Regions from separate parts of the Sus scrofa genome. Here regions 1, 2 and 4 are each linked to region 3. The links are chromatin contacts, called in public Hi-C, HiChIP or PLAC-seq and promoter capture Hi-C maps. All regions are on one chromosome and are shown on one strand. The core of a region is the stretch at or near the end of the contact, and the rest is flanking DNA. Distances in the headings are between cores, read along the strand shown. Region 1 holds the start of PBLD (phenazine biosynthesis-like domain-containing protein). Region 2 overlaps PBLD (phenazine biosynthesis-like domain-containing protein). Region 3 holds the start of DNAJC12 (dnaJ homolog subfamily C member 12). Region 4 overlaps MYPN (myopalladin).

Region 1 (4,798 bases), core at 346-2,845, 440 kb after region 3:
GCTGGGAAAAAGCGGACTTCTCCAAAACTCGACTCCAGGATTCTTGCAACACAAACAGGAAGGAATACTTTCGCCACTTCACATCTCCCCGCGAAAGCAGAAAGGTGGCTTTGAGAATTTGAAGGTTTTAGGGTAAGCAAGAAAAGCGGAGTTACTGACCCTCCACCTTCCCCCGACCCCAACAACCAGGCCTTCCACCAACGCGCAAGCGCACTTCTTGCCTTCCGCGCCAAGGCGGGACCGACTCTCTTGCCTCGCGAGAGCGGGGCCGGTGGGTCTTCCTCGCTCTCGCTCCACCCCCTCCTTCTCTCTCGCGCTCTCCCATCCCCCCAAGCCAGTCGCTCTGCTGCGCAGCTCCCTCAGCGGTTGCCACCGCCGGAGACGGTTGGAAGAACCGTTGTGGGAGCGCTACACGAGGCAGGCGACTTCTCCTTCTCCACGACCGGGCCCCGCAAGCAGCGGAGTCGGCGCTACTGTCGCTCGACAGGGTATCTGAAGTAAAAGGGGGTAGGTTGGGATGGTGGTTTCGAGAGTGGAGTCGGGAGAAGGACGAAAGAGAAACTGGGAGGGGGTGGGGCGGGGCGAAGTGTGGAGGTCGCCGCTCGGAGGTGGCCAGGCTGCGCCCCCCCGGGCGATCTCTCACTTCGGGGGCGGCCTGCCGGGCGGGGGGGGGACTTACTCAGGGGGGATTTAGTGGACGAAGCCGAGGCCCGAAGTGGGGCTCATCACGCATTTCCCGTCTTTTCCCTGCTGGTTTGGCTTCCGCCATTTTGGGTACGGTGGCGCGGCCACCTGGGCTTCCCGCCCTTCTCCTCTCTTTCTGCTTCTTGCCCCTTAGCTTCCGAAAACTGATTTAGGAGTCCGGGGAGGGGGGCGGTGGTTAGAGCGCCTCGGAAGGGATGTGGGTGGGGAAGGAAGCGAGCTGGGAAAGGCTGGGCACTTGGGTGGGGGGAGGCTCAGGGCCTTCGGGCGCGCTCCGGTTGGAAATGGCGCCGGATGGGCCTGGCCTCCCACCGCGGCCTCCCTTCCTCCGCAGTCTCAGCTGGGCTACCTGGGCTGGCGGGACTGCGAGTGACTTCTGACGCAGATTCCCAAGATGAGAGAGGCTGGAGCTGGGGGAGGAAAGCCAATGGCGACGAAGGCGCTCAACTCCCAAACCCGGGACAAAGGAGGCAGACGGCCTCCTTTGTAATTCCGCCGCCGGGTGGCGAAGGTTTTTAAGCCAAGCTTTGCTGCCGAACGGGAAGGGGGGGAAGGGGCGTACTCTCCCTAGCTCTCTGGTCTCTAGGGCAGCTAGATAAAACGAAAAGCCTCCGGGGAGGAATAAAGGACGCTTAGCCGGCCCTTATATTCCAGGTTTGGAGCTTCGAAAAGAGTACGTACTCATTTTCCAAAGGGTTTTTTCCACTTAAACCGTATTGGGAGACTTTATGGGTAATTGTAAGCAGAAAAGCGGGTGACTTACCGAATAGGAATGTGCAGTGGGGCTTATTTCAAGCAGGTGAACCAAGATACGACTTTCTGAACCTTTGGGCGGGGGCGGGATGGTTTAGCAATGGTTTTGTGTAGTTTGGCGAATACTGTGTTAGAATTTAAGTAGGTGGTTTACTTTTGGGAAACAGTTGTTAAAAAACAACCAGTGATGGAAAAAATGTGTGTATAGGAATTGCGTTATCGGCTTTCACCAATCTCCAAGATTTTTATTTTGTGCAAAGATTGTTTTGGCATTAAGGCTGTGGAAATAAAATACTTCAAAATACAGTTAGGGTTTATTTTCTTTCGGTAGCTAAGCGAATTTTCTATTTGGCTTAGGACTATAGTAACATTTTGGCGAAGAAAATAACCCTACTCAACAGAAAAACAAACTGCAAGCCCAGTCATGTGGTGCTGTGATTTTTTTTTTTTTTTTTTCGGTCCTTAGAACATTGGAGAACTGGGTCTGTAATTTTCACTGAAAACTGTGCAAAGTAAAGGACAGGCAAGGCATGAGACTTCCAATAATGCATATGAATCTTTACAAGTGTGTTTATTTTTTCATCTTTAAAAATGAAAAAGATCTTCATGATGTTGAAGATGTTCTGTGTTTCTATGCACTTGTAAAGACATATAGCCCAGTTTCTTATAAAGTCTTGTGTGGTGTAACAGCTTCCCTGATTGGATTACCCTAGAAACCTTTTTTCCTGCCCTTCATCTGCATCATGATTTGGAAATGCATCTAAATTGCTTTTTATATTTTAAACAACTGTGTAGTTTTGGTATTCTTACTTTGTTAAACAAGTGATTGAACTGCAGTGGGTGGTAACTTTGTTCTAGAAAAGAAATCCGTTTAGACACCTCACCTCCAAGTAGTAGTGTGTGAGTCTATTTTTATTTAAAATTGAGCAAGCACAATGAAAAGGGAATGATTTCCATTTTATTTAAGCATTTCATCACCACTTCTGACCAAAATTTTGAAGTTACCTCTCATTTTTTAATTTTCTGGCCAAACCTGTGCCACAGCTGTGACACCACAGGATCCTTCTTAACCTGCTGACCAAGGAACTTTTTTAGAAGCATGGTTTAGGGTTGTTTATTAATGTATCAAACCCTTTATGTTATAAAGGAATTTTATCTCATTTGGCTTCTAAGATGTTTTTTCTTAACAGCTTTGAGATACAGTTCACAGATCGTTAACTTCATCCATTTAAAATCATACAGTAGTGGTCTTCTGTGACTGGTTTCTTTCACTTAGCCTAATGTTTAGGAAATTACATTAAAAATTTCATACAGAACTGACAAACTGTGTATTTCAGCTGCTGGTGTTTTGATTGATGCTAACACTAGAAATTTTTAAAGCAGAATTGCTGTGACACTTGTAAAGAAAGGTTGAGAAGGATTATCCTGAATAATTGGTAAACACTTTTTTTAGGTAGTTTCTGAGACAACTTTATTAAGGTATCAGAACAGATTGGTGTTTTTTTTTTTTTTTTTTTTTTATGCCTTCAGGTTTTGTCTTGGTTTGGTTTTGTAAATAGAATTCCAGGTTCTAATTTTGAGTTTTGAAGAGTTAGTAGAGTGTGGGTTACTTTGTTGTGTACTCATTCACATGGGATGGAGAGTCATTCTGAAGTAGTTTGTCTTCCAAATCTGCTTAACCTTTCCCCAAATTAAAATTGTGTTAACAGTTTGGTGTGTTCTTTATAGACTGTATTGTTTTTATGCACTTTGGAATAGGCTGATCCAAAAATCAAAGCTAGTATAGTTTGCTTGCTAGTATTTCTTGGAAAGTGCTAAGATTTATAACTATAAGTCAGTTTCCATCTTTTTTGAATTCCTGAAGTGGTACCTTTACATTGAAAAATAAATAAATAAATGTTCTAAGTAACATAAAGCCCCCACATCCTAAGGTCTTTTCACAGCAGATTATTTCTTAGGTTGGTGGGGTTTTGTTTTAAAGGAAATTATAAAGATCGTTAAAATGTCTTTTTCCAAAGCCTACTTTCAATGCTATTCTAGAACTTTTTTTTGCTCTACTAATAAAGTATCTTAGTAAACATTTCCAAAGTCTTTTTCCTTCTTTCTGCTTTAGACAATTCCTAAGAACACTTGAAAACTTAAGATTTTTGTTGACTTTGAAAAAGACTTGTTGTAATAGACCTTATTTCCTTTCATGATTCAGAGCATTTTCCTATCCTTTAAGGTTCAGTTATTTTGTTTGTGGTTTATTTGATTAGTTTTACAGGACCTCTTAAAATCCAGTAAAAGTAGCCACCATCGAATGATTACCATGTTGCAAACCAAATAAATACAAACTGTAAACAATTCTTAACAGTCCTGATGTGGTATAAGTACCGCTGTTACATTTTATAGTTGAGTGCAGAGGTTAAAGTACTTTGGTTTTAAACTAGGTAGCCAGTAAGTAGCAGACTAGGGATTCAAACCCTTCTCTTAAAAGGTTCGTGCCAGTTATTTGTGTACCTAAGAATTAGTTGTAGTAGTGTCAGATAAAAATCTGTTCCTATTTTGAACATCTGTGTTTAGAGTAGGGTTTAGGATTGCTTTTAAAAACAGCAAAATAAGTAGAAAAGGTGATTCATATGCCACGGTATTTCCTTGATAACCACATTCAGTGAATGTTTAGCTTTTTTTAAATGCATTGATTCTAGGGAAAATATTTTACTCTTTGCAGATGCTAGCCCTAGCAGTTGCTCATAATTAGATCCTGTGAAATTAAGTATTAGTGAATACTGTTTATATGAAATAATCCTCAAGCTTAAAAGAATCAAGTGAACAAATTGTTTTGTTTACAGGGGAGGAGGTGGTGAGGGAAAGGTTTGAAATATTCAGGTGAGTAGGATTCCTACAGCTGCATAGTGAAATTTATAAGGTCTGGTAAGTTTCTGCAGCTGAAGGACTTCTGCATTAACCTCTTTAAAATGTTCTGGAATCTTTAAAGAAAGGGTGATTGTCTCTTGGGAAGGAAATCTGGTGGATGGGTTCTTTTTGGAGGGGGAGGAGGGCTTCTCATACCATTTTTAATACTTTTTGAATGTGAATGCATTGCTTTTAAGGAAAAAAAAAGTGTTTCAAAGTAATAGGTAAACTGGTTTTTAATACACTATCTTGAGTAATTTCCAAACAGATGACTTCAAAAAACACTAGTGCTGTTGGAAGGCATTCACTTTTGACTACCCTTTTATCTTGGTTTTAAAACTCAGCCTAATTAACTCAGTAATTTTAAAACTTGCTTTTAGGGAGTGTTTAAATCAGGTTTAGTTAAACATAGAGGAATTTTTTTTTCTCCCTTCAAAAGCAGTTT
Region 2 (4,359 bases), core at 535-3,034, 420 kb after region 3:
CTAGCTTCTAGATATCTATTCAGTTGTCCCTGACAGGCCATCAAACTAATCTGGTCTCACAGGTCCAAGGCACAGAAGAAGTGAAATGAGAGACTCTTTAGAGAGGGTCCCTGGATCGCAGACTAATCTCCTTTATTCTTTTTTCCATTTGTACTAAAGCATATTTCTTTAAACAGCATTAAAGCCTTTTGTTTAACATTTTATTTCCTAGCTTTTCCAAATATATAAATAACATGCAAAATATAGTTTAATGGAGAGAGAGAGAAAGCTCCTAAGATCCTAAGTCTGGAGTTCAGTGAATGAGCTGGAGGTAAAATGGAGTAAATTGAGGGGCACTCCCATCATGGCTCATCTGACTAGTATCCACGAGGATGCAGGGTCGATCCCTGGCCATGCTCAGTAGGTTAAGGATCTGGCATTGTCATGAACTGTGGTGTAGGCTGCAGATGTGTCTCAGATCAGTGCTGCTGTGGCTGTGGTGTAGGCCAGCGGCTACAGCTCCGATTCAACCCCTAGCCTGGGAACTTCCATATGTTGTGGGTACGGCCCTAAAAAGACAAAAAAATAAGAGTCAAATTGAGGAATAAAACTAATTCTTGTCATCTGGTGAAAACTGAGTACATAAATCACTCAAAACTTTTTTCAAAATTCTTCAAGAGCATTTCATGGGGACATGGGGCAAATATACAGACTCTTGACGAGTAAGTTTGGTCTACTCCACAAGTCCTTAACATGAAGTTATGTTTGCCATATTGTTTCTTTTTTTCACTTTATTTTCTTTTTAGGGCTGAACCTGTGGCATATGGAAGTTTCCAGGCTAGGAGGTGAATAGAAGTCAGCTGCTGGCCTACGCCACTGCCACAGCTACACCAGATGCCAGCCACATCTTCAATATGCCACATCTTGCCACAATGCCAGATCCTTAACCCATTGAGCAAGGGCTGGGATTGAACCCGAATCCTCACGTATGCTATGTCAGTTCTTAATGGGAACTCCTGTCATATTGTTTCTAAAGAAAGTTCACGACTTAGAATTTGGCTGTTAATTATTATCTCACTAACACTGCCAAGCTCTGGTGTTACTTGTTAAAGCCTATTACCTTTATTACTTTCTGCATTTTGTAGTTGGAAAATGCCAGCTGCAAGGCTGCATAATGAATGCGTCATGAAGGTAAGATACGGACCCTTGACCCTGGACCATTTTGCTGCTCCAGCTGAGGAACCAAATAAGTATACCAAGGACTCCATTAACAATATTCACCTGTCTCAGCTCAACTTCAGCCAGTCTCGATCTTGGTTCACCCTAGAATCACTAGCGGAGCTTTAAAAAAACAGTGCTGCTTTAAAAAACAGTGGAGCTTTGGAGTTCCCGTTGTGGCTCAGGGGGTTAAGAATCCGACATACTGTCAGTTTGAACCCTGTCAGCCTCACACAGTGGGTTAAGGATCCAGCATTGCCACAAGCCGTGGTGTAGAGCACAGATGCAGGACCCCAAGCCCAGGAACTTCCATGTGCTGCAGGTATGGCTGTAAAAAGAAAAAAATACAATTTTAAAACAGTGGAGCTTTAGAAAACAAACCCATCTCCAGAGATCCTGTTGTGATTCACCAGGATGCAGCCTGGGTACAGGAATTTTTAAAGCATCTCGAGTAATTTTAATGTGCAGCCAGCTTGACAGTCACTGCACTCGAAAGCCCTAACTTAGTAAGACTTATTTAGGATCTTCAATTGCTCACTCTTGTTTCTAAAGGAATTCTCAGATAATCTACCCTTGTACTAACTGCTCTGAGTGGAAGGGTACCTTGACTTGTTTCCCAACACCCAGGTAATAACACAAAGCAGCTAAGGTCAAGGAATAATTAACTATTCTGTTAATATTTACCTAATCAAAGGGCCATTTTAAAAATGAGACTTGCAGTAAACTGAATTCTCCCTAGGTTAGAGTTTAATTCCTTCTATCTTTCTATTAAATCACTTCATTGCAAAATGTTTTCTTGACTTTGAGAATAATTTCTAATTGTCTGAACCACAGGTAAGGTTAAAAATATCCAGCTAGAATCTTTTATGAAAAATACAGTATCAGCCATGTCCAGTCACATGAAACTCATCCAATTTCATTCTGCTCCACATTTGGTGCTAACTAAATGAAAACACAATGACTAGAAGGGACTTTGACTTTTTTTAAAATTGGATCTAATTCTTCTTTACGTGAATCTTCATTTCTCTAGATCTAAGCATTTAGGTGTAAGCAGTCTCATAATATAATCTGGTCAAAATTAACTTGCAGACATGCACATTGCTGATATCATCTGACAAAGAACACAATCAAAGAGATAAACAAACCAGGTGAATTTTTTTTTTTTTTTAAGAAATACTTGGTTCTACAGAAATCTAGAATTTCAGGCACTGCACTTCAAATACTACTTACATTTTCTAGGAGGCAAACAGCAGCAGGATTCCCACGAAATGCTTTTGCTGTGAATGCATCTGCTATGAAAATAGGGAGCTTCATTTTCCTTGTAAGCACTTCTGCAAGTTCTCAAAATTTCTGATAGCCTGCTTTCCTTCTTGTTGCTGCAAAAAATAAAGTTAATGTTTTACTTGATGTACATAAGCAACCAGCATTTCCTAGGTACAAAGTCAAGCAATTATTCTAACTTACCCACAATTAAAAATAAGTGATCCTCTGATTAATTTTAAACCTCTAAATTGAATTTGTTTTAAAATAGTAGGTGAATATTTTCTTTTCATATTGTACATATACTTAACAACAGAATCATATTCTTAAAAGAGCCAAAACTATCTTAGGCTATCTACCTATCTATTTATCTACATTTTTTTTGCTGCCCCACAGTTGTGACCTAAGATGCAGTTGCAGCAGTGCTGAACCCTTAACCCACTGTTTCAGGCCTGGAATGGAACCTGCATCCCAGTGCTTCCAAGACACCACTGATTCCATTACACCACAGCAGGAACTCCACTTAGGCTATATTTTTAAAGAAGTGCATGAAACTTCCAAGGGGACATATATATATGTTGCTTAAGGTTTCCCAAAGAATATATGCACCCCACCTTTTTAACCCCAAACCTGCGGCATATGGAAGTTTCCAGGCTAGGGGTTGAATTGGAGCTGCAGCTATGTCAGAGTACACAATACCTATGCCACAGCAATGCCAGATCTGAGCTGCTTCTGCGACCTATGCTGCAGATTGTGGCAACACAGGATCCTCAACCCAATGAACAAGGCCAGGAATTGAATGCACATCATCATGGATACTATGTTGGGTTCTTAAGCCACCAAGCCACAACAGGAACTCATGCCTTTTTAAAAGAATACATTTTTTGGAGTTCCCGTTGTGGCTCGGCAGGTTAAGAACCTGACTAATGTTCATAGGGACATGGATTTGATCCCTAGCCTGGCTGAGTGGGTTGAGGATCAGGTGTTGCCATGAGCTGTGGTGTAGGTTGCAGACGAAGCTCGGGTTTGGCATTACTGTGGCTGGGGTGTGGGCTGGCAACTCCTGCTCCAATTCAACCCCTGGCCTAGGAACTTCTGTGTGCCTTGGGTGTGGCTCTAAAAAGACAAAAAAAAAAAAAAAAAAAAAAAAAAAACCATTTTTTCTAATTTTAAAAAAGATGCCCATTATAAAAAAAGAAAACCGTGGAAAATCAAAAAGTGACCCATAACCATGCAAATCAGCAATAAATTTTTTTTTTGGGGGGGACTTAACATAGTCAAAGGAACCTCGTGCTTTAATTTGTTGGTGTTATTTTACAAATCTGCAGTAGAAAGTTTTTTGAGCTCATGACATAAATTTGTTAAAGTAAACCTTTTCACTATAAGAATAATACCTCCTCTTTACTGAAAACCATAAAATACAGAAAAGCAGGGAGTGGGGTGTCTCCCGTATTTTCATTTCCCAGAGATAAATCCTGTGAATATTCTGGGTGTCTTCTTTGCTCTACTAGAAAGCCTGGATTTTTTTTATAGGCATGGAAGATTCCTCTCTCCCAAAGTTACAGACTTCAAAAAAATTCAGTGAATTAGGGGGTGCTTTGTTTAAATCTAAAAGAAATTAACCTATCCTAACATGCATACTAGTCAGGTTCATAACCCAGTGAGCCAAAACAGGAACTCTCTTTAATCACAATTTATACCTTTTTGTTTTATTTTATTTTTATTTTTATTTTATTTTTTTTTAGGGCTGTACCCATGGCATGTGGAAGTTCCCAAGCTAAGGGTCAAATTAGAGCTGTAGCTGCCAGCCTATGCCACAGCCTCAGCCACAGCAACTTGGAATCTGAGCCATGTCTGTGACCTACATCACTGCTCACAACAACGCAAGATCCTAAACCCACT
Region 3 (4,693 bases), core at 1,060-3,559:
AATGATAAAGCTAGAGCCATTCCTCAGTATAACAAAATAAATTATAAACATTGAAATAACCAAGAAGCCATAGGGAAAAAATAATAAACATGACTATATAAAAAAATTCCACGTGTGTGGCAAAAAAAAAAAAAAATATATATATATATATACATACACACACACACACACACAAAAGGGAAATCAAAAGGCAAATAATGTACAAGGAAAAAAATTTCACAATTCCCATAACAGACAAAAGGCTAACCCCTAGTTCACAAAAAGTACGGACAGGGCATTTCCCCTGGTGGCGCAGAGGAAATGAATCTGACTAGCATCCATGAGTACACAGGTTCATTCCTGGCCTTGCTCAATGGGTTAAGGATTGGGTGTTGCTGTGAGCTGTGGTGTAGGTCGAAGACATGGCTAGGATCAGGCATAGCTGTGGTGTAGGCCAGCGGCTACAGCTCCAATTAGACCCCTGGCCTGGGAAACCTCCATATGCCGCTGGTGCAGCCCTAAAAAGAGACCAAAAAAAAAGCAGACAAATCAGTGAGAAAAATACTAACAACCCAATTAATTAATTTTTTAAAAGTACTCAAAATTAATTAATCTTTTAACTACCCAATTGTTGGGTCAAGAATATGACTACTTTCAGAAATATATATATATATATCCATGGAGTTCCCATAGTGGCTCAGTGGTTAACGAATCTGACTAGGAACTATGAGGTTGAGGGTTTGATCCCTGGCCTCGCTTAGTGAGTTAAGGATCTGGCAGTTGCCCTGAGCTGGGGTGTAGGTTGCAGACGTGGCTCCGATCCCACGTGGCTGTGGCACAGGCGGCAGCTACAGCTCTGATTAGACCCCTAGCTTGGGAACCTCCATATGCCACAAGTGAGGCCCTAGAAAAGACAATAAATAATTTTTTTAAAAAGAAATATAAATATATATATATATATATATACACACATATATTTCTTGCGTGTGTGACATACACCGCCACTCCCCGCAACATCGGATTCTTTAACCCACTAAGTGAGGCCAGGGATTCAACCCTCATCCTCTTGGATGCTAGTTGGGTTTGTCTCTGCTGAGCCACAGGGAGAATTCCCGGTATGCATTTTAAAAGAGCAAGTATAATTTGTTTAACACATGCTGGTTGAGAAAAACTGTAAAAAATACATAGTACAAAATATACCATAGAAATTGGAGTTCCCGTCAGGGCACAGTGGAAACGAATCCGACTAGGAACCATGAGGTTGCCGGTTAGATCCCTGGCCTCATTCAGTGGGTTAAGGATCCTGCATTGGCGCTGTGAGCTGTGGTGTAGGTCGCAGACTAGACTTGGATCCCACATTGCTGTGGCTCTGGCATAGGCCAGCAGCAACAGCTCCGATTAGACTCCTAGCCTGGGGACCTCCATATGATGCGGGTGCAGCCCTCAAAAGACAAAAGACAAAATATATATATATAATATATATATTATAATGTATATATTATATATTTTTATATATATACACACCATAGAAATCACATTGAACTTTTCAATGTAGTTAAAGTTCTTTGCACCTCAAAACACAGCGAGTCAGAGGTGCAACTCAGGACCAATGGGACCAGAAAGACCAGAGGCCATGCCCAGGACTACAACTCCCACAAGGCACCGGCGGAAAAAGCTTGAAAGGAGCCACAGGGTACAGCCCACCTACTTCTGGCCTCCGGAAACATGCCTCCGGAAGTGCTTTTTTTTTTTTTTTTTTTAATGTCAAATGTCCTAGGCTTTAAAGCGGGATGAAAAAAAAAAAAAAAAAAATACAACTTACCTCAAAAGTAAAGGAGAAATCTGGAAGGTAAGAGTTTACAAGCCCCAGAAGCTCGGAGCGAGCACAGAAATTAGGCAGCCCATAAGTGGGCTCCGCGCGGCTCTTCTGCTTCTCTTTTTTCTTTCCAGTCTGGCACTAAGTTCTGTCATGCAAAACAAAATTGGCACCTTTTCCTTGCCTGCAACACAGGCGCCAGCTCCCCGCACAGACTGGGATCTTGGACAGCAGCGCTTGGACAGCGCTCCGATAAAAAGGCCCTGATTCCGATTTAGGTCCTACCTCTCAACGTGCGCCACAGCGGGAACTCCTTTCTTTCTTTCTTTCTCTCTTTTTTTTTGAAAACAGCATTCTGAGACAAGAACAAGATTTTTTAAGTCTGTTAGGTCGGACATAAGTAGACTATGTAAATGATTTGTTAAAGGCTATTAAAACATTGCTTTGAAGTTTTAATCAAGTGCAATGGCATGCTAATAATCCCCTTGTTAATGTGTGGGGATATGGATGGGTGATAGGGGTATGAGTACTCTATGCTCAATTTGGCTGTGAACTTAAAACTCTAAAAAAGTGTATTAGTTTTTGGAGTTCCCCTCATGTCTCAGCGGAAACCAATTCGACTAAGAACCATGAGGTTGCTGGCTTGATCCATGACCTCCCTCAGTGGGTTAAGGATTTGGTGTTGCTGTTAGCTGTGGTGTAGGTTGCAGATGTAGCTTGGATCCTGCATTGTTGTGGCTGTGGTGTAGGCCATCAGCCGTGGCACTGATTTAACCCACAGCCTGGGATATTTCCATATGCCACGTGTACGGCCCTAATAAAAAAGCAAAAAAAAAAAAAAAATTCATTTTTAATGATCATAGAAAAGTAGTTAATATGCCACTTGTTAGTAAGGAAGAGGTCACAGATAATAGTTTGGGCTGTTACTATAACAGATTTCTTTTAAACTGAACTAAATTCCTCAAACAATCACTTGATTATATTTGGGAAACAAACACTTAAATACCTCCCTGACATTTCAGCTTTTTTCCTCTCTTCTCAAAGAGAATTGCAGTGGAGTAAGTATAGTGGTAACATAGTAGTCAGATCAGATATGATGGTAGTTTTAGGAAAATAGTGACTTAAGGGCATGACATGGGCCCAATAATTCATAAATTCTGGCAGTAAAATCAGATTCTCTGATCCTATTGAGTCCTGATTCCCAGAACCTCCTAGTTCTGGGATCTAGACCAGAGATCTTCTAGTCTGGCTCTACACTAAAATTGCTTGGTGGAGTTCCCGTTGTGGCACAGCAGAAACGAATCCAACTAGTAACCAGGAGGTTGCGGGTTTGATCCCTGGCCCCACTCAGTGGGTTAAGGATCTAGTGTTTCCATGAGCTGTGGTGTAGGTCGCATACATGGCTCAGATCCCACATTGCTGTGGCTGTGGCATAGGCTGGCAGCTACAGCTCTGATTTGACCCCTAGCCTGGAAACCTCCATATGCCACAGATGCGCCCTAAAAAGCATCAACAACAACAACAACAAAAATCATTTGGTGAAGAGTTCTCTTGTGGCTCAGCAGATTGAGGATCTGGTGTTGTCACTGCTGTGGCTTGGGTTCAGTTCCTGGCCCAGGAGCTTCTGTGTGCTGCTGGTGTGGTTAAAAAAAAAAAAAAATCACTTGGTGATTATATGTATGTACATAAACACACACAGCAGTACCAGGACCCTCCTGTAGATTAATTAAAATGGAGTCTCTGAGGGGGAAGGGTGGGTTTGTTTTTTTTTTTTTTTTTTTAAGCTTCTCCCAGTGATTACAGTGTGCATCAAGGTATGACATAGACCAAGGATATTAATCTGATACTCAGGAAATATGAATAGAATAAAATCAAGAAACTTTTAATGAATGCTTTCCCTATCCTAGACCCCATTCATCCTCTTTAGTAAATTCAGATAATCCATTTGATTCAAGTGGTAAATTCGCAGATACATATAATCTTTTTTTTCTTTCTTTGTCTTTTTAGGGCCGCACCCTCGGCATATGGGGGTTCCCAGGCTACGGGCCCGATCGGAGCTGTAGCCACTGGCCTACACCACAGCCACAGCAACGCCAGATCCCAGCCACATCTGTGACCTACACCACAGCTCATGCCAATGTCAGATCCTTAACCCATTGAGCAAGGGCAGGGATCGAACCTGCATCCTCATGGATACTAGTCAGATTGTTTTCACTGATCCACAATGGGAACTCTGATACATATGATTCTGTAAAACATTTACCTTGCCAGATAAACGTTTGCCAAAAGGAATCGAAGTCTAAATCTAGAATAATACTCATGAGCAACTTCGTGGCTGTGCAAAAATCTTTGAGTGCTCGGTTTATGCCTAGTGCTGTGAGAGATAGAAATGTTTTAGCTGTTCCTCACAAGGAGCTTGCACTGCAGTTAAAGAGACAAGATTGAACTTGTGACCCACCAATCAAATCAGTCCTACCAAGCCATGTTCCTAAAAGGTTGTGAACTCATTGCCAGCATTTTAAAATTGGGAGATGTTGCATAAAATTCTAGGCTTCTACCTCCTCTTGAGAAATTGGAATATCTGATGACTTGGGATTCACTTACCATTCCCAATAGCGACATCTGTCTGGAGCTGAGCTGAGAATATGCCCCTTTAGATGGGGCCTGTGCTATTGCATTTGTCAGGCTCTTAACTCACAGTTGCTCTCTAATATGGAAGCCAAGTGTCAGTTGCCAGGCATTATCATTTATATTTTTATGATAAATTTAAAAGGAAAATGAATTTTTTTTTTTGTCTTTTTGCTATTTCTTGGGCCGCTCCTGTGGCATATGGAGGTTCCCAGGCCAGGGGTCGAATTGGAGCTGTAGCCACCAGTCTATGCCAGAGCCACAGCAACG
Region 4 (4,891 bases), core at 2,305-4,804, 290 kb after region 3:
CTCCTACCATCATGACAATCACTTTGCACTTCTGATATATGATATCAGTGGTTCCCCTGGCTTTGGGAACATAATCTCTAAATTCATAGGCAAATTTCATAGGAAAAGAAACTCTACAGATGAGTCTCTGACATTCCAGCTTTTGGAAGAGCACTGATTGCATATCTAAAGCCAGCTCTCACGTTGGCCCAGGACATACTGCATCATTAAACTCAGTTTCATGGAGCTATAAAAATTTACTACTTTCTAAGATAGAGTGACTATGAAACTAATTTTTAGAAAATATTAAAAGCTCCCATCCTTCAAGTTGATGATAATGATAGGAGTACATGCTTCTTGTAAAAACATTTTTTAAAATGCAGACTAAATAAAAACCTTAGTCAAGGTTCTACTCCTCTTCCCCCACTCTTCAGAGGTACCTAGAAGATAGTTGCAGGTATTTTCTATGCATACATAAAAATGTATATCACACATATACTTTCAAAATATGAAATTCTATTAACATAAATATATTTGTAATGTGCTAGTGATATATTTGAATACAAATATTGACATAAAAAAGAAAGCTCTACCATATTTAAAAAAAATTAACATAGTTCTTATCTGGCCCATTTAGTAATGCAGAATGGTCGCATTTTAGTTCTAACCTAGTAGTTTTCTCCCCGTGATATGTGGAGCCTCAGAAGTCCTATGGAACCTCTTCAGGGGGTTAGTGTTCATTACATAGCTTTATATGTGAGGGGGTGGGGATGGGTGAAGGATATTTACAGCCACCATGACCCAGAAAGAAATACAATCAGTTCAGCATCAAATTTGAAATCTGTGATTCATAGATAGAAAATGTCAGTCTTTGGTTTTGGATTAGTTTCTTATGCCAAATTCTGTAGATGTGTTCTATCTAGCCCCCTGTCTGATAATCCTAATGACAATGAATCTATTGTTGGTTCCCTCCTAACAGTGTCAGAGCCCTACCAACTATCTGCAAGGATTGGACGGAAAACCTATCATTGCAGCTCCTGTGTTTACAAAGGTAATCGAAACATTACTTCTTTCTGCCATGGTTTTAAACACATCACAATACCCAAACAAAGTTGTAGGATCCCAAATTCAATGACTTTATCTCAGAATTTTGATCTTGTATAAATACAGTACAGGGTTTGGGGTTTTGTGGCAACTGTTACCATGTCATTTCAAGTTGTAGATTTCTAATAACAGTTTGTGTAATAAGGGAAATGTCACCGCCACTCATTCTATTGATCTCAATGGCCTTCCTATTGCTGATAACACAGGAGCTGCACCTAGGAGTCAGGTGGTATGTTTCTCAGCACTTACTATTCCAAAGGTTTCTCTGGATGTCTTTGGTGCTCAAGGAGATAGCATTACATGGTCTTAGCTTAAAATAAAGCCTCACTCTAGGACAAAGAGCTTTCTTTTTCTAATCCATGGTATCAACTATTGCAATGGCATCAAATTCTGAGTCTCATAATCTTTGCATGCAGAACTGGAAATTTTACTCAGGCACTTTCATTTACAAATGAAAAAACCAAGGGAGGTTCAGACAATACATCCAATGTCACAGAACTAGCTAGTGGCAGAAGCAGGACTAGAAATACGTTCTCTCAATTCTACTCTTCTTTCCCTTATACAACATAGACTTCGTTTATATGTTGCCCAAGACAATAAATTCAAAGGTGAAAAACTGAGTCGCATTGGGTTTGTTTTGGTATTATGAAAACCACATGGATTGAGTCTATGCCTGGATTTATAATTATTGTTTTGACGAACACCAAAATTAAGCCCTAGGAGATTTTATCCTCTCAGAAGTACACTTTAGTTTAGAGCAATGGTTCTTACTCAGGATTCATTTTGCCCTTCAAGGGACACTTGGCAATGTCTGGAGACATTTTTGATTTTCACAACTGGGGGATGGCACCAAGAGAGAATGTTAAACATCCTGTAATAATAAGATGCCAGCCTCCCCAAACAAAGAATTATCCAGCCCAAATTGCCAACTAGTCCTAGGGCTAAGAAATCATGGTTTTAGAGCAAAATGGCAAAAAGTACTAACGGCAATGAGTACCAATCCTAAAGGAAGAACTAAGTTCACAACTTCCACCAAAACATCAATTTTAGGAAAATTCCACCGTATCAGCTCATCCAAGATGGCTTTCCAAAATCAAGCAGAGTCTGAGCGTGAGACGTGTTTATCCATAACCATATCAGGTGGGCATGTATTTTCATGAGAAACAAGATCCCTCAGTTTTTAAGGTTTGTTTCTTGTAATCTGCTTTCTGAATTTAAATTTTGCTACTTTCAAAGATTTGAGGTAGGAAAGCAACATGTTCTGGCTTGGTGAATACCAGACTTCGATGAAGAGTTATAAGTGGACCGCGCGCGTGCGTGCATGCATGCATGCGTGTGTGTGTGTGTGTGTGTGTGTGTGTGTGTGAGAGAGAGAGAGAGAGAGCAAGAGCGCGCACGAAATAGCTGATAGTGCTACCTTTCTTAGTTCACTGCTAAGTCAACTAGCCTTAAATCAAAGCTTTAAATGCCAATTAATCTCGACACTTTAATTTATTATGCCCATTTGTCACACTTTTTGTGACTCTTCAAAGGCAATTAAACTGCAGAATGATTTATACCCAGTCCCAAACTGGAGTTCCTCCTCTCTTCTCCCCACCACCATCTGCCCAGCCAGACACCAGACAGGTGCCCTTAATCTCCCTCCACACTTACAGATCTTTTGGGTGCTCTGTCTTTGCTGCATCTGTATCACCTGGTACCTATCTCTGGTACAATATTTAACACAATAATAAAGCTGTTTATGTTTCTGTCTCTCCCGAGCATCTTGAAAGCTATCTCTAATATCTAGATAGGAGTCCATAAACGTTACAAGAAGTCCAAAGCCATTTTTATTATTCTAGTAGGATTTTAACACTCATTCTTCACATGTAATTTTCATGGACTGGTTAGCAACAAGTTTAGCTGCTTCTTTTTTTGTTTTGTTTCTTCATTTGCTTTTTAGGGCCGCATCCACAACATATGGAGGTTCCCAGGCTGGGGCTGAATCAGAGCTGTAGCTACCAGCCTACACCACAGACACACAGGATCCAAGCCACTTCTGTGACCTGCATCACAGCTCACAGCAAAGCCGGATCCTTAACCCACTGAGCATGGCCAGGGATGGAACCTGCATCCTCATGGATGCAAGTCAGATTGTTAACTGCTGAGCCATGACGGGAGCTCAAAGTTTAGCTGCTTTTGTATAGTGATTGCTTACCTCCCTCTCATTAGATGCTCTGAATTGCAGATACATATATGTCTTTGATAAATAAAAATGGGGAAATGAATTTGTCATCAGTCTCTGCTGTTTGTTAGATAAATCTCCAAAAACATTTGATCCATGGTGGGAAAACAGTACCAAGTACAGAGACTCACACTCTGGTGAGGCTTTCTCAGCCCTCGGGAAGTATGCTTTTGCCTCCATAAATGGGATCAGGGCTGTTCAGACGTAAGGCCCTAGGATAGGCTGTGGCTCAGATTCCAGAGGGACTTATCAGCAACGATGTGCTTGCGTTAGTTTCCATGGGTAAGGGCAGAATTGAGGTCATAGTCACTGCCAGTGTCATTAGAAAATTTCTGAGTCAGAGCCACTGATGATGGTAATCACGTGGCATGAGCCATGATAACTGATCACTGGCATATGTCTGTTCGGGTTATTCCTGCTCTATTTACTTCTTTAGGGACTTCTGGCATTCCAGTCCCTATGACTCACTTTCTATACTGCCCAACAAAGCATTTCTTTGCCAGTCATGGCAAGAGGCCATTTTTTTAAAGCAATGATTAGAGAGCAGACTTTTATTTAACTCCTGTTCTGATGATGGGGAAGTACTGGTATTACCCTCTTTTAAAAAGGATGGTTGCACAGCAAAACAGTGGTAGAGTTTGAGAGAAGCCTGGGGCCACATATGCTAGTTCACTGCTCTACCTGTAAGTGATAATTATGTTCTAAAATATTTTATGGAGATAGACTATCCTCCATCTTCTGTACAGTATCAAAAACACTTTCATTCTGTTTCTTTGGGGGGGGGGAGCGTGCTCACACTTCTTGAGTGTGCAGGGAAGTATATGATCAATTAGAATCTTACTCTGATCACTGCTCCCACTCCAACAGCAGCTGCTCTGGCAGGCTTTCAAGGCTGCAGCAGCCTTGGCTCCAACTGCTTCAGCAGTAATTTGAAGAGTGCAAGGGGGCAGGGGAAGTGAAAATTTGAAGAACAGCACTTCATTATATAATAGCAGAGACAGGAAACCCTGAAATAACTGGGCCAGTGGTCAGATCTAAGTTTCTGAAGACTACATGGGCCCCCCTCCCCAACTTGACAATTCCAGAGACTTCTCTGACACAGCTCTACCCTGGGCACTTGTAACAATGTAGGAGCAAAAAAGGTCTTCAAAGACTTATCAGTAAAAAAAACTGCTCTGATCCAGCCTAAAGCATATACACCTTCACTTCCAGCATCTTACAAGGTGCAAAAACAGCAACTGGATTTAAAAAATAAAATGACAATATGAACCTTGTAGCTGCCCTCTTTTAATCAATGGGGGAGATGCCTTTTCCCAAGGATGTCCCTGCATTATACTTCCAGATATAGATCCACTAAGCGGAACTGTGTCCTTTTAGCTCACATTTATAACATCTGGCACAGAGCAGGCACATAGTAATACTTATTCTGTGGTAAATAACTTCCATTTCAGCTAAGAAGGAATTATTGCTTTCATCGCTTTGTGATTTTAGCATGTCTTTAGGAGGAATAGAGAAAGAAATCCAATATCAAATGCCTGTGGAAAACTTCTTCTCAAGGTTCCGTGTCCCCCTACAGAGAAGGTC

The links. Promoter capture Hi-C pulls out the DNA fragments that hold promoters and counts their contacts. A called contact is a pair of places that touch in the nucleus more often than the background predicts. HiChIP or PLAC-seq counts read pairs in DNA pulled down with a chosen protein or histone mark.
Region 1: a contact with region 3 is called in an H3K27ac HiChIP or PLAC-seq map of alveolar macrophages, with 5 times the contacts expected there. The contact joins the promoter of PBLD here to the promoter of DNAJC12 in region 3. A contact is called at or near these places in 2 of 5 promoter capture datasets (fetal liver and liver) and 2 of 2 datasets of contacts at active chromatin or transcription factors (alveolar macrophages and skeletal muscle).
Region 2: a contact with region 3 is called in a promoter capture Hi-C map of fetal liver, with 2.2 times the contacts expected there. The contact joins the enhancer-like site here to the promoter of DNAJC12 in region 3. A contact is called at or near these places in 1 of 5 promoter capture datasets (fetal liver), 14 of 47 Hi-C or Micro-C datasets (alveolar macrophages, embryonic fibroblasts, epiblast stem cells and 7 more) and 1 of 2 datasets of contacts at active chromatin or transcription factors (skeletal muscle).
Region 4: a Hi-C map of skeletal muscle shows a contact between it and region 3, with 5 times the contacts expected there. The contact joins the enhancer-like site here to the promoter of DNAJC12 in region 3. A contact is called at or near these places in 5 of 5 promoter capture datasets (fetal liver, fetal skeletal muscle, liver and 1 more), 33 of 47 Hi-C or Micro-C datasets (adipocytes, adipose tissue, alveolar macrophages and 18 more) and 2 of 2 datasets of contacts at active chromatin or transcription factors (alveolar macrophages and skeletal muscle).

The regions. Positions count from the first base shown.
Region 1 is chr14:71,485,947-71,490,744 of Sscrofa11.1, forward strand. PBLD (phenazine biosynthesis-like domain-containing protein) reads right to left here and starts at 1,596. Exons shown (of 10, transcript XM_021073523.1): 1 at 1,466-1,596. It overlaps HNRNPH3 (heterogeneous nuclear ribonucleoprotein H3 (2H9)), which reads left to right and starts at 349. Exons shown (of 10, transcript NM_001243555.1): 1 at 349-507.
Region 2 is chr14:71,466,172-71,470,530 of Sscrofa11.1, forward strand. PBLD (phenazine biosynthesis-like domain-containing protein) reads right to left here. Exons shown (of 10, transcript XM_021073523.1): 2 at 2,428-2,573. The coding sequence starts at 2,511. Among named protein-coding and RNA genes, the nearest start is that of HNRNPH3, 18 kb to the right of the region's middle. Within about 2 kb of position 1,785, at least 11 of the 83 cell types and tissues checked have an H3K27ac peak or open chromatin away from gene starts, as enhancers often do. A contact at or near this core is called in fetal liver, where this site is marked.
Region 3 is chr14:71,048,088-71,052,780 of Sscrofa11.1, forward strand. It overlaps DNAJC12 (dnaJ homolog subfamily C member 12), which reads right to left and starts at 2,310. Exons shown (of 6, transcript XM_021072941.1): 1 at 1,802-2,310. It also overlaps the pseudogene LOC100152383.
Region 4 is chr14:71,334,932-71,339,822 of Sscrofa11.1, forward strand. It overlaps MYPN (myopalladin), which reads left to right. Exons shown (of 19, transcript XM_021072494.1): 5 at 959-1,030. Among named protein-coding and RNA genes, the nearest start is that of MYPN, 54 kb to the left of the region's middle. Within about 2 kb of position 3,555, at least 26 of the 83 cell types and tissues checked have an H3K27ac peak or open chromatin away from gene starts, as enhancers often do. A contact at or near this core is called in embryonic fibroblasts, fetal skeletal muscle and skeletal muscle, where this site is marked.